Linked DNA regions of Zea mays: all the other regions are linked to region 4. The links are chromatin contacts, called in public Hi-C maps. All regions are on one chromosome and are shown on one strand. Each heading gives the region's core, a stretch centred on a gene start, on an enhancer-like site or on the middle of the called end of the contact. The rest is flanking DNA. Distances are from core to core; before and after follow the strand shown.

What was found. Hi-C and Micro-C count contacts between places; a contact is called where the count stands out from the background.
Region 1: a Hi-C map of ear shows a contact between it and region 4, with 4 times the contacts expected there. The contact joins the promoter of LOC103644198 here to the promoter of LOC103644196 in region 4. A contact is called at or near these places in 3 of 25 Hi-C or Micro-C datasets (ear, leaf and tassel).
Region 2: a Hi-C map of tassel shows a contact between it and region 4, with 2.2 times the contacts expected there. The contact joins the promoter of LOC100280943 here to the promoter of LOC103644196 in region 4. A contact is called at or near these places in 3 of 25 Hi-C or Micro-C datasets (bundle sheath, ear and tassel).
Region 3: a Hi-C map of tassel shows a contact between it and region 4, with 2.4 times the contacts expected there. The contact joins the promoter of LOC100282952 here to the promoter of LOC103644196 in region 4. A contact is called at or near these places in 7 of 25 Hi-C or Micro-C datasets (bundle sheath, ear, endosperm and 3 more) and 1 of 3 datasets of contacts at active chromatin or transcription factors (seedling).

Annotation. Positions count from the first base shown.
Region 1 is chr1:296,553,525-296,556,224 of Zm-B73-REFERENCE-NAM-5.0, forward strand. LOC103644198 (CLAVATA3/ESR (CLE)-related protein 25) reads left to right here and starts at 1,318. Exons shown (of 2, transcript NM_001328367.1): 1 at 1,318-1,726; 2 at 2,568-2,700. The coding sequence starts at 1,666. LOC109943558 (a long non-coding RNA gene) reads right to left here. Exons shown (of 2, transcript XR_002266587.3): 1 at 2,485-2,700; 2 at 2,139-2,366.
Region 2 is chr1:296,579,699-296,582,398 of Zm-B73-REFERENCE-NAM-5.0, forward strand. LOC100280943 (50S ribosomal protein L4-like) reads right to left here and starts at 1,332. Exons shown (of 7, transcript NM_001374362.1): 1 at 1,165-1,332. The coding sequence starts at 1,275.
Region 3 is chr1:296,462,982-296,465,681 of Zm-B73-REFERENCE-NAM-5.0, forward strand. It overlaps LOC100282952 (vesicle-associated membrane protein 725), which reads left to right and starts at 1,277. Exons shown (of 5, transcript NM_001155857.1): 1 at 1,277-1,627. The coding sequence starts at 1,438.
Region 4 is chr1:296,333,193-296,335,892 of Zm-B73-REFERENCE-NAM-5.0, forward strand. LOC103644196 (DDT domain-containing protein DDR4) reads right to left here and starts at 1,276. Exons shown (of 13, transcript XM_008667392.4): 1 at 712-1,276; 2 at 463-573. The coding sequence starts at 1,035. It overlaps LOC100284039, which reads right to left. Exons shown (of 6, transcript NM_001156937.1): 3 at 2,504-2,569; 4 at 2,329-2,397; 5 at 2,171-2,242; 6 at 1,520-1,860. The coding sequence ends at 1,726.

The DNA of each region.
Region 1 (2,700 bases), core at 68-2,567, 220 kb after region 4:
CGCAGGACCAAATTCGGATGAGGATGGGCATGGATTGGACCGCGGCCTTGGATTGGATTGGATTTTTTGCGATTATGGATGGTGATGGCATTCATAATGTTTAGAGGTTTTCAAGTCTGTCCGTGTTTCCATGAAACCTGAGTTTTTACTGCAATCTGGAGACGCTGTGATTTGTGATCTTACTGCCTGCCACAGTAGGCTGGCTCGGGGTGACACCACTGTGCCATGCCATGCCATGGAATGGAACTTTCTGTTTGTTCCTGCTTGCTTTGGTATTTTGTTGTCTTGCTTCACAGTGGGTTTAAGGACAGCGAGCGCGTCAGGCTGTCTCCCAAATAACCAACTGCATTGGCCCTTTCCACAATATAGAATGGCCTCGGCCTCCTGTCTCAAGCTCTGATCTGCCAAAGAAAGGAAGGAGGGCACGGGCACGGGCACCAGCACGAAGGAAGCAGCAATCCAACAAGATCTGGTCACGCCGATACAGATAATATTCGAAACGGATGGGCTTCAGTGAGCATGTTCAGAATACCATATCAAAGTTGAAATTCACTTTACTTAGCGGAGAATTTTTTTTAAAAAAACCACAGTTTCGGTTCGTGATGGAAGAGCATTTGCATCAATTCACCCAAAGTAAAAGAGAGAGAAAAAAGGGGACACTCAAAAGGATTGTGACAGATCACATGAAAGCGAAGTTTATTTCTTCAGGGTGCTGCTGCAGCAGCTCACTTTGGACTTGGAGAGCCGCTGCTTTTGAGCGCCACCTTTGCCGTGGCTGCGATCTCTCATGCGTCATGCTGCTTCTCTCCTAGAATGACTCAAAGATGAGTTCTTTCCCCTTTTTCTTTTCCCACATGTGACCTGAATTCACCTCACAACAGGAATGGTACTACTACTTGAGGGAGAAGGAGAACAGGGGCAGCCTTAAGGATCGGATAGCAATGCTTTTTTTTATTATTTATCCACCGTCTTTTACCCTTCTTCTCTTCACGAGAAGAAGAAAAAACAAGGGGGATTAAAAAAAAGGGAAAGGCAGGAGGAAAACAACATGGCTCAAAAAGCAAAGCGCAACAAAAAAAAAAAAAAAGAAAGAAAAGCGAGCGTGGCTCAGCTTGCTTTGATTCTACTCTCTGCTGCCCCCCCTCCCCTCCATTAGGGGCAGGGCATCCTTCAAAAGCACAGCAGAATCGGGCCAAAGCGAAAGAAGGCCAGAACAGAACAAGAAGCAGGAATACCCGCGCGACAGCGACTGACACAAATCCTGCCGCTACTTCTTCCCCACATTATAATATGCAGTCACGTTGCGCAGCCGCAGCCGTTGCATCACACTTAGCGCCACCCCATGCCATGAGAAGAAGCTCTTAGAAGACCAGCGTTGTCGCTCGCCAGGAGAGGAGGAGGAGGAGGCCGCTCTACGGAAGAAGAAGACGACGCTGCGCTGCGCGGCGACGGACGACTGGTCGGTGGGTGTCATGAGAAGGTCGGCCGTGTCCGTGAGGCGGGCGGCGCCAGCGGCATTGGCCATCTTGTTCGGAGCGCTCCTTCTGGTGTCGTTCGTCGTGGACGGCGTCAGGAAAGCGGCTCCGCCGGCGGCGATCGGCGGGAGGAGGATGATGCTGGGCGGAGGCGCCGGAGGGCTGAGGACCCTGGAGGATTTCAAGGCTCATGATCCCTTCCAGGACAGCAAGAGAAGGGTGCCCAATGGCCCTGATCCTATCCACAACAGGTACTTTGATCTACGTACAGCTTACTGCGCTGCAAGCTTTGGTTTTGGTGTTTGAGTTGGCCCCCCCTTTTTTCCCCTTGTACCCAATGCACTGGTTTCTTGAAACTAGAAGCTTTAGGATTTTCAAAAAAAATTACTACGTACGATATGAGGCCAAATGCTGCAGCCTTCACCTAACTTGAACTAGCAGAATTCCAACGCTTGACGTTTTTTTTTGTCATGGCTTGTTTGTTTGTTAAGCTTGCGTTACGGAATGAAGGGAATGTTCTTGTTTCACCAGTTTCTGACTGGTGGTATGCAAAGGTGAATGTTTTGCAGTGCGTCTGTTGTGATCATTTTGTCTTGCCATATGCTCCCATTTACCATGTTTTGTTGGATATTTTCACGTAGGATAGGTCAGGAAAGAAAGAAAGAAAAAACAATACTTTTCATAATAATATAAAATAAATGATAACGGATAAAACGCAGGGAGAGGGAAGAAAAAACAAAGGGAGACGACGCATATGAGCAAAAGATGCCATGCGCTCTTTTTCCCTCACCACTCCCACATTCCCCTATGATGATATGCTATAATCTTTCAGCAAAAGCAACCACACAAGTCCTATTCCCCCAGTGAGCAACGTAGATGCACATATCATTCCTGAAATCATTAGTCTACATCCATGAAAGCAGTCAAAACAAAGCACAGCACAGCACCACACCCACGGTTCATCATGATGGTAAACTACAGGAAAGCCTTAACGGTTTCAGTGCATCACCTGCCGAAACAAAGACTGTGCTGCTGTCTCAGTCCCTGCTTCAGCTTCAGCTTCAGCTTCTAACCCGGTTTCAAATCCTGCAGAGGAACCGGCAAGTCAGGACGATCGCCGGGACGAGCATGACGTCGGGAGCGCGCATGCCGAGGCGTGGAAGCTTCCGAACCCGAAGAGGCCGGCGATAGCGACGTGTTGGGAGCGGCGGCTAGCAAACAGAAG
Region 2 (2,700 bases), core at 82-2,581, 250 kb after region 4:
AGGTCAATGCAGAACTCACGTGCAATCAAATATACAAAAAACACATTTTCAAACAGAGAAAGGATAAAGATTTCTTAACAGATGATTGGGTGCAACAAGTTAGATCTTGGCAAAAATATAATAAAACTTCTATGTTGAAATCTTGATACCCAAAATGCTAACAGGACAAATATGATTTATGCATTCCTGTCAAATAAGTTAATGAAAAAAACTACAGAAGATTGGAGGATGTAATAGTTGTAGCTTTCCAGCGCATGTTTCAAAGCAAGGCTGTCGCCATTTCCGTTAACAAGAACGAAATAAAACAGGTTTGGGTTCAGCAAAGCAAAAGGAAAAACAGGAACAGAAAGACAATGAGCAGAGCAAGTTTTAGGGGGCAGGTAAAGCATCTGTCATCACATGTAATCCACTAATCCAAGATATATTCAGATATAAAGTTTGATAATAAAGCCAGATGTAAAATATCTTGTCCCCGAAGGCCTTGTTGAATGGCAACTGAATGCAGCATGAGGTAAACAGACAAATTTACAGGACTAGCCGCACAAGTAACGGAATGAATGGAAGAAGCAATTGGATTAATGTTCAACTGAAAAACAGGATTGCCACCTATTACCACAACTAATGTAGCAAATTCGTAGCTGGATGTGCTAGATGTTTCTCAAGCAAGGCACCAGACACAAAATTGACACCTGTGTGTGTGCGCGTGCTTAGATTGAAAAGGGACTATACTTTCGCTTCCCATCACAAGCCTTGGCATTGAGCGATCCTTGTAAATACGCAAACTAGCACAATCCTCAAGAGTGAACATAATTGCAGTTGAGTGAAATCATCAGATGTTTGCTAAACCACTAGATTTCAATCAAGCTTGAATACTCTTTTTTTTTCCTACGAATCAGGATTCAGGCAAGTGGATGAGCAATGCTGCACCTAAACCACAACTCCAGCCTGAAGCAGGCCCATTTCCCATTCTACAAGAGACCAAGCATCCGAACGCAAGAGCAGCTGCTGCTTAACACTTGCCCACAAACAGTCGCGGCTCCGGCCCACCCGAATCCCTCTGGATTCTAGAACCACCTAGATTTGTTAATCCCTTTTGTCGAATCAGTCGAGTGGGTTTGCGATACGCCGCACCGAGGACATGGGGAAGGAGGGAGGGGTCCAGACCTTCACGAGGCAAGGGCCTACGTTCCGCGGCGGATGGTACAGCGACGCCGTAGTAGGCGCGGACCCCGCGGCGCGGCGGAGCAGCGACGCGGCGCGCGCGAGGGCCCGCATCGGGTGGGGAGAGGAGGGGCACGCGGCGGCTGGAGTTGAGCCGGCGGACTGGCGGCGGAAGGGAGCGCGGAGCCACGCACACCGATCCGCGTGGGCTGTCCCTCCCTTTTGCTTGTTCGCTTGGGCCTTTCAGCAACAGCACGCGCTCAAGCCCACACAGACTACGGCCTGCTCCCGGGCCGCGGCGCCACATGTTCATGTAGGACCGCTCGGTCGAGATGGGTGGGCCGATAGCTGCCGGTCTAGGTCTATGCCATTACGTTACGTCGTTGTTGCAGCACCGTTTACACCATAGAGTTTGGAGTAGAAGATGAAATATAAGGGTATGTACAGCGTTGTTTAACACGGCGTGTCTTATACCGTGTCTAGGGAGGTAACTGTAAAATTTCCGAAGACTCGATCCTTGGCGAAGCCACCGTTCCTCGCGCATGGCTCGAGGCAAAGATACGATGTTGTCGCTTCGTTGTACAACGCTGGTCGTCTCTTCGGCATTCGGTGCTCCCGTTCATCTGTTTGGTCATCACTTTTGCATCACTAGTCTCATCCATCCGTTTTGCCATGAATAAAAAAAAACAGGTTCTCCCGTTCGTCACCCGGCCGTCGCCGCCGCCATCCCTTCCGGCTCCACGTCCAACTGCCGTTACCCCTCTCTTCCAGATGCCCTCCCCCACCGCGAGATTCCCCATTCACGTTCCCCTTGCTGCTGGCAACAACATCCCCTCCCGAACCCCCTCCCCCGCCGGCACACACTTCACTATCCTCTGATTAGTGAAGTATGGCAACGATACGATGGACATTAGATCAATCATATATGTATATTTCATATTGCAAAATTTATCAGCTATGTGATACATTTATGTTGAAACCTCTATGTGATACATCTAATTATTGGTTTTAATTATTATCTGTGTCTGAATGCATTTTCACTCTCCTCTGATGCATTTTCATCAGCCTCTGCCCTCTGCAGACCTCTGGGCTCTCTCGTTACCTTAATTTTCTGCACCTGAATGTGAACTGTAACATCATTTCTTTTCCCACAACATGCCAAAGCAACTTCTCTAGTTCACCCCTTTGATTTTACCATATCTGCATCTCAAGCGCTACTCTGAAAATACTGTAGCATTCTGAAACTGTTGTCTAGATCCTCATCAGTTTATTCAGCAAAGTGAGTAATTCAGTTTGAGGTTCGGAGGTTCAGTTTGTTCAGCAATGCGCTACTCTGAACAGCAGTATAAAGTCAGAAAACAACGGTGTGAACCTGCAGTGTATACAAGTGCACAATGGATCAGTCACCATTTAATACGATGAATTTGAAACATTAATTAAGATGTAAGATTTTAGATATGTCTTTTTGTACTGAACTGTGTCTTAGGTGTGTTTTATACTTGGAGGACCGTGCCGTGGTATCTATATTGTACATGTCCT
Region 3 (2,700 bases), core at 27-2,526, 130 kb after region 4:
GTTCTTTTTTATGTACGTTGTCCAATTCCATATTAGCGGCCGTAGCCACTGTCGACAAGGCATCCTCCATACACATTGTAGAGTCTAAAAATCATTGTCGCCATAATGAACAATAATAATGTCTCCTCACCGCTTCTCCTCCAGGATGCCGGATGCAGGTGCACAACACCATCCACGCCAACGCTGTTTTCGTCGTTGACGACCCTGCCGTCCATGCGCGTCACCATTGGACAATGCTTCAAACCGCTCAATGCGTCGTCGAGACGGAGGCGCACGACGTCATCCACGCGGTGGCACGGGTGACGATAAGCTCTGCTATAGCACGCGCGAATGCGCGCGTAATTTACTAGTAACCTGAAGTAATATCTTCACTGTTCATCAATTACAGAGGTAGAACCTAAAATCAAACATGCTTACATACTTAGTTTGTGATAATATAAAATTTCAAGCATGATAACTAAAATAGGAGGAAAAAGGTGTTCACTAGTCCCGTACATCACGTACACCTTGATATCGATCGCCTCGCTAAATATCATATCTTTCACCAGCTTATGAAGTGTCCTAGTTTTAACAACTGAAGTTAAACATGTATTTAAACATTAGAAAATAATTTTATGTGAAAATACATTACATAAATAGTGCCGTAGTCATATAAAGCTTTGCTTTGTCTAAATGAACTATGTCCGCGTTTGGTTTGTACATATTAGGGCATGTACAATAAGTGTCTTGATCTGTGTTTTCGATTGTGTTTAAGGGGGTAAACATAAAAAAACTCAAGACGTTTTCTTGACTCTATGCTCGAGACATGGAATTAGCTGATTGGTCAATGATTGATATAATAAATATAGCTAGATATATGTTTTAGACACGTCCACGTCCCCTGTATTATATTATATTTTAGCTGTATTTTATAATTAAAGTGCACTTGAAGCGTATACGTGATTTTTCATAAAGCTGCGTTTGGATCCGTAACATATTTTCAAAATAACTGCCATTAACCAAACACGGCCTATAATAGAGTGACAGTGACTCCACTATCTTGATTCTTGAACTAACACAATTGGGGGAAGGTAATTTTTTTAGGAAAAATTTTTTTAACGACAAAGGGAGACAACCATGAGGCATGGGCTGGACAGCTCGTCAACCGAAGCCTGATCAAAGTCTCGAGTCTAAGCAAAGCCAATATCACTACTAATAAAATTGTTCGAAGGACCGTCATGCAAAACTCCATCAACAAAATTTGATTTTCCTTTCCTTTCCTTTTCCACCCCCGACTATTACCCCTCCTCCCACTCCACGGAGAAGCGAAACCGACCTTTCCCCCTCCCCCGCATTCCACCTCGCGGAGATCCAGTCCAGCCCTAGGGTTTCGCCAGCGGCGAGCCAAACTCCACGAGCGGGGGAAGAGGGGAAAGCAGGGACGACGAGGGGGCAGCCATGGGGCAGCAGTCGCTGATCTACGCGTTCGTGGCCCGTGGCACGGTCATACTGGCCGAGTACACGGAGTTCACCGGCAACTTCACCACCATCGCCTCCCAGTGCCTCATGAAGCTCCCCGCAAGCAACAACAAGTTCACCTACAACTGCGACGGTCACACTTTCAATTACCTCGTGGAAGACGGATTCAGTGAGTTGTCTGTCCTGCCTTCTCGAATGATCCTTTTTATTAGCCGTGCGATTCGTTGCGGAGTTCAACCGATCTGTCTGTACCAGGCATGGCCATGCCTGATTGTGGCCACCTGTGTGTAGATCTTGCTGATTTGGTCGATATGCGGTTAGGTCGTTTTGATTGCACTTGGTGATCATGTTGGCTGGTACTGTACAGTTAGTGCTGTGTGGGAAATGGAGGGAAATGCTCCCTGTGCTCGCCTTAGCTATACCCTTAGTTACCTGGTGAAGTCTTAGATGACAGGCATTGTTTGAGACTCGAGTTTGACAGTATTTGTAGATACGTGGAGTGCCGTGGTATTTGCTGAATCTTGTTCAGTTAAGCTCATGGCATTAGCTGCAGCCGATGGCAGCAGTTCACCCTGTTGCCTATAAGTTTGCTATTTTTAGTAGATGTATTTGGTGGTGACTGTTGCGTGCTTGTTTTTTTGGCTCCTTGTTACGCATGCACATTTGTATCTTTTAAGTAATTCCTCGTGATTTAAGAACCGGTATGATTGCTGTTTTTGTTGAATGATGATTTGAATATAATATTATCTTTTTTTATTATGGTATAATGTCACGGTAAGATTCCATAGGCCATAAGTTCTATTTCGACGTACTCCTGTTTCGAGGAGACATTGCCATCAATGATGATTTCATAAATAATAACCGGATATGGCACAGGTGTGGTAGGTAATCTGTCTTTGCATTAGACTAAGGGTATGTTGATGCATCCTACATAATATCAGAATGACTCTCCTCTAAGAATACTTAGGGGGTATTTGAATGCACTAGAGCTAATAGTTAGCTGCTAAAATTAGCGGAAGACATTCAAACAATCTAGTTAATAGTTCAGCTATTAGCTACTTTTAGCAAATTAGCTTATAGTTAGCTAGCTAATTCCACCAGTAATTTTTTAGCCAACTAACTATTAGCTCTAGCGAATTCAAACACCCCCTTACACTATTGCAAAATTAGTGTTTGTTCTGTTCTCTTTTGGTCTTTTGTCTTGCTTTGTTTCATACCTGGGCCTTTTCCCTGTCAACTCAT
Region 4 (2,700 bases), core at 26-2,525:
GTGAAACCTATAAGAAACTTGTTAATTTGTTTACTATGATTTTAACTTTTTAAGTTAGTAGTACCTAAAATGGACAAACCAAACAGAGTTACCATAACATGGCATATGTATCCTAAAACATACTAAACTCCTTTATGAGTGAAGTTCTTCATATGTGTTCCACACAGATATACCTTTAGCAAAATTACCAGAACAGCAAGGTACAAGTATGGAATGGAAAGTGGTAGTTGTAGGCTTGTAGCATACACTACTCCTATACCAGCAGAAACATTATTTGTCAAGAAATACAAAATGCATAGCCCAAGACACCACAGCATGAGGCATCATGGCGAGCACCCAGCTGGCCAGCAGCATAACTTTCCCCAAAACTCTCCAATTCAATAGGCAGTTGAAAGCAGCAGCAAATTTAAAAATTAAAATTCATGATGAACACAAAAATTACCGAGAAAGCTACAAATCCACCTTTAATAAAGGCATATGAACGTCATCCAACGTTCCATTGGGTGTTATGATCGCGTCCTCCAGCTCCTCTGCAGTGAACTCCACCGGAATGTTCAGCAATGGCCGGAACACCTGCAACTCCGAAGCAGATCAACCAAGACAACCATAACATACCCGAAGAATCAACTCTCAGACCTTATCTCAAACCTTATCTAATGCAGAGCAGAAGCGGCTGAAGGCTGAAGGGCACGGAAGAATTAGACCGCTTACGTGGAGGAAGTTGAGGACGGAGGCGAGCTCCCACATGCCGCGCAATCTCCACCGCGGCAGCTCAGCGGGCGACGCCGGTTCCTCCACCAGCGGCGTTACCACGCGGTACTCCGGCGTCTCGTACCCCGCATTCCCGTTCCGCCTCGGCCGCGGCGGCGGAGGCGAGGGCGCGGGTGTGGGCGTGAGCGGCGGCGCGTTCGGACGGTAGTGGCACGCGCGCGGGAACCGAGCCCTCCTCGGGGTCAGCGCCGCGGGGTCCTCCCGCGCAACGGCCCCCTCCGCCGCCGGCTGCTGCTGATCCTGCGGCGGGGAGGCCGCCGCCATCGCCAGAGACCCCGTTGGGATTTAGGACGGTCCGGATCAAGGGTGGGTCCCGGGTCGGGATCAGGGCAGGGCTCGGTCGGGGAGGAGGTCTCGGACTCACGGGGAGCGGGCAGGTCCCGTGGCACTGGAAGCCATGGGAGGACTGGAGTAAGGAGGGAGGGGGAAAGGGAGGTGGAGCGGGGAAGAGGACGGGGGCGAAAGCGGGATTTCGTGTGCGAGATCAGCAGGGGCTTTGGGAACAGATCAGCAGAACGTCAGAACCGTTACCGCGTCTGTAGGTCAGGTCAGGGTAAAAATGAGATTTCGCTAGCTGTGCTGGGTTCTCGGGAGGTTTAAGTTGGGCATGGTCAAAGTTTCTGAATCCAAAACTCGTGCGGCCTGAAGGATGGTCCTGAATGGATTCAAAATCAAAGCATCAACTGATTTATTCATCCTTCTGACAGACGAACGCGATCTACAGAAATTCCATGGAATACATGAACAGCAGAAACAGTCTTGAGATTCAGATGGGGAAACAAATGAGCGCCTCATCAAAAATACATGTTCCGGCTGGAATTACAGCTCCAAGCATGAATAAAAAATGCGTCTGGAACATGATGGTTTCAAAAAAAATGAAAAAGAATGATCTACAAGCACGGCCATGATTGATCATGGTTCACTTTATTTAGCGGCTGCCTGGATTCATCTCGTTCATGAAACCCTTTCATAGCCACTGCCAATCTGCATGTGAAGCCATTCCGAGGTCGACGTGCCCTGGGCGTATTCTCTACTGGTTTGCGTATCAAATGTCAGCCCAGGAGCTGTGTTGTATGTCTGAGAACCGTACTGCAAACGACGACAAAAGTAAGCATGAATTTTAGGAATAGGCACACGGGGAGTGGAGAACTCGGAAAAGAAATGGCAAATCATACGAAAGAAAAACAGAGCAATTCATTAACACACTTCAGTGCTGCATCCTCCTCTGCAAATTTATACTTAAAACTCGCAATGCATTATTTCAAACAGAAATGCTATTTTTCCAACAAAAAAAAACAGTAGTTCTCACAAAGCATCATTCAAGTGTTTGGGAAGCAGCACATAAAACCACACAAAGGTATACCCTGGACTTAACTAGACATTTTAAAAGTTAACTTACATCTTTGGCTGGAAATACTTCAACTCCCTGGTTTGCCTGGGCATTCACTGCCTCTAGTTTCATGGACAGGAACTGCAAGCACAGATTATATATCTTTAGCTTGAATACGGAGGGGGGTGCAACTCCATAGAAGCAACAGTTGTCAAAAAATGGGATACCTCAACTTGACATTGCAACGACTGGATGTAATTAATTATCTCATCAAGTACTGATGCTTTGCCAATAACCTGACCAAGCAAGCAGAAAAAATCATTTTGATACCGGAACGAAGCTCAGGAATGATTAAAATGAGAAAACACGAACGACACTGGATGCCCATAGATCAAAGTGCACCTTGTTGCATCCAGGCACAAGATCTTGGAGAACTTTCATTCGTTCACTTATTTTCTCACGACGTGCCTGTTAAAACAACAAGATCTTTAAGTGGTCAAGTTCATGTTGTATGTAACTTACAGAAGTGATGCTCCTACCGTTTTAGACCACTTGAAATTCATACAATAGCATTTTTACAACAGAAAATGTTACATTCC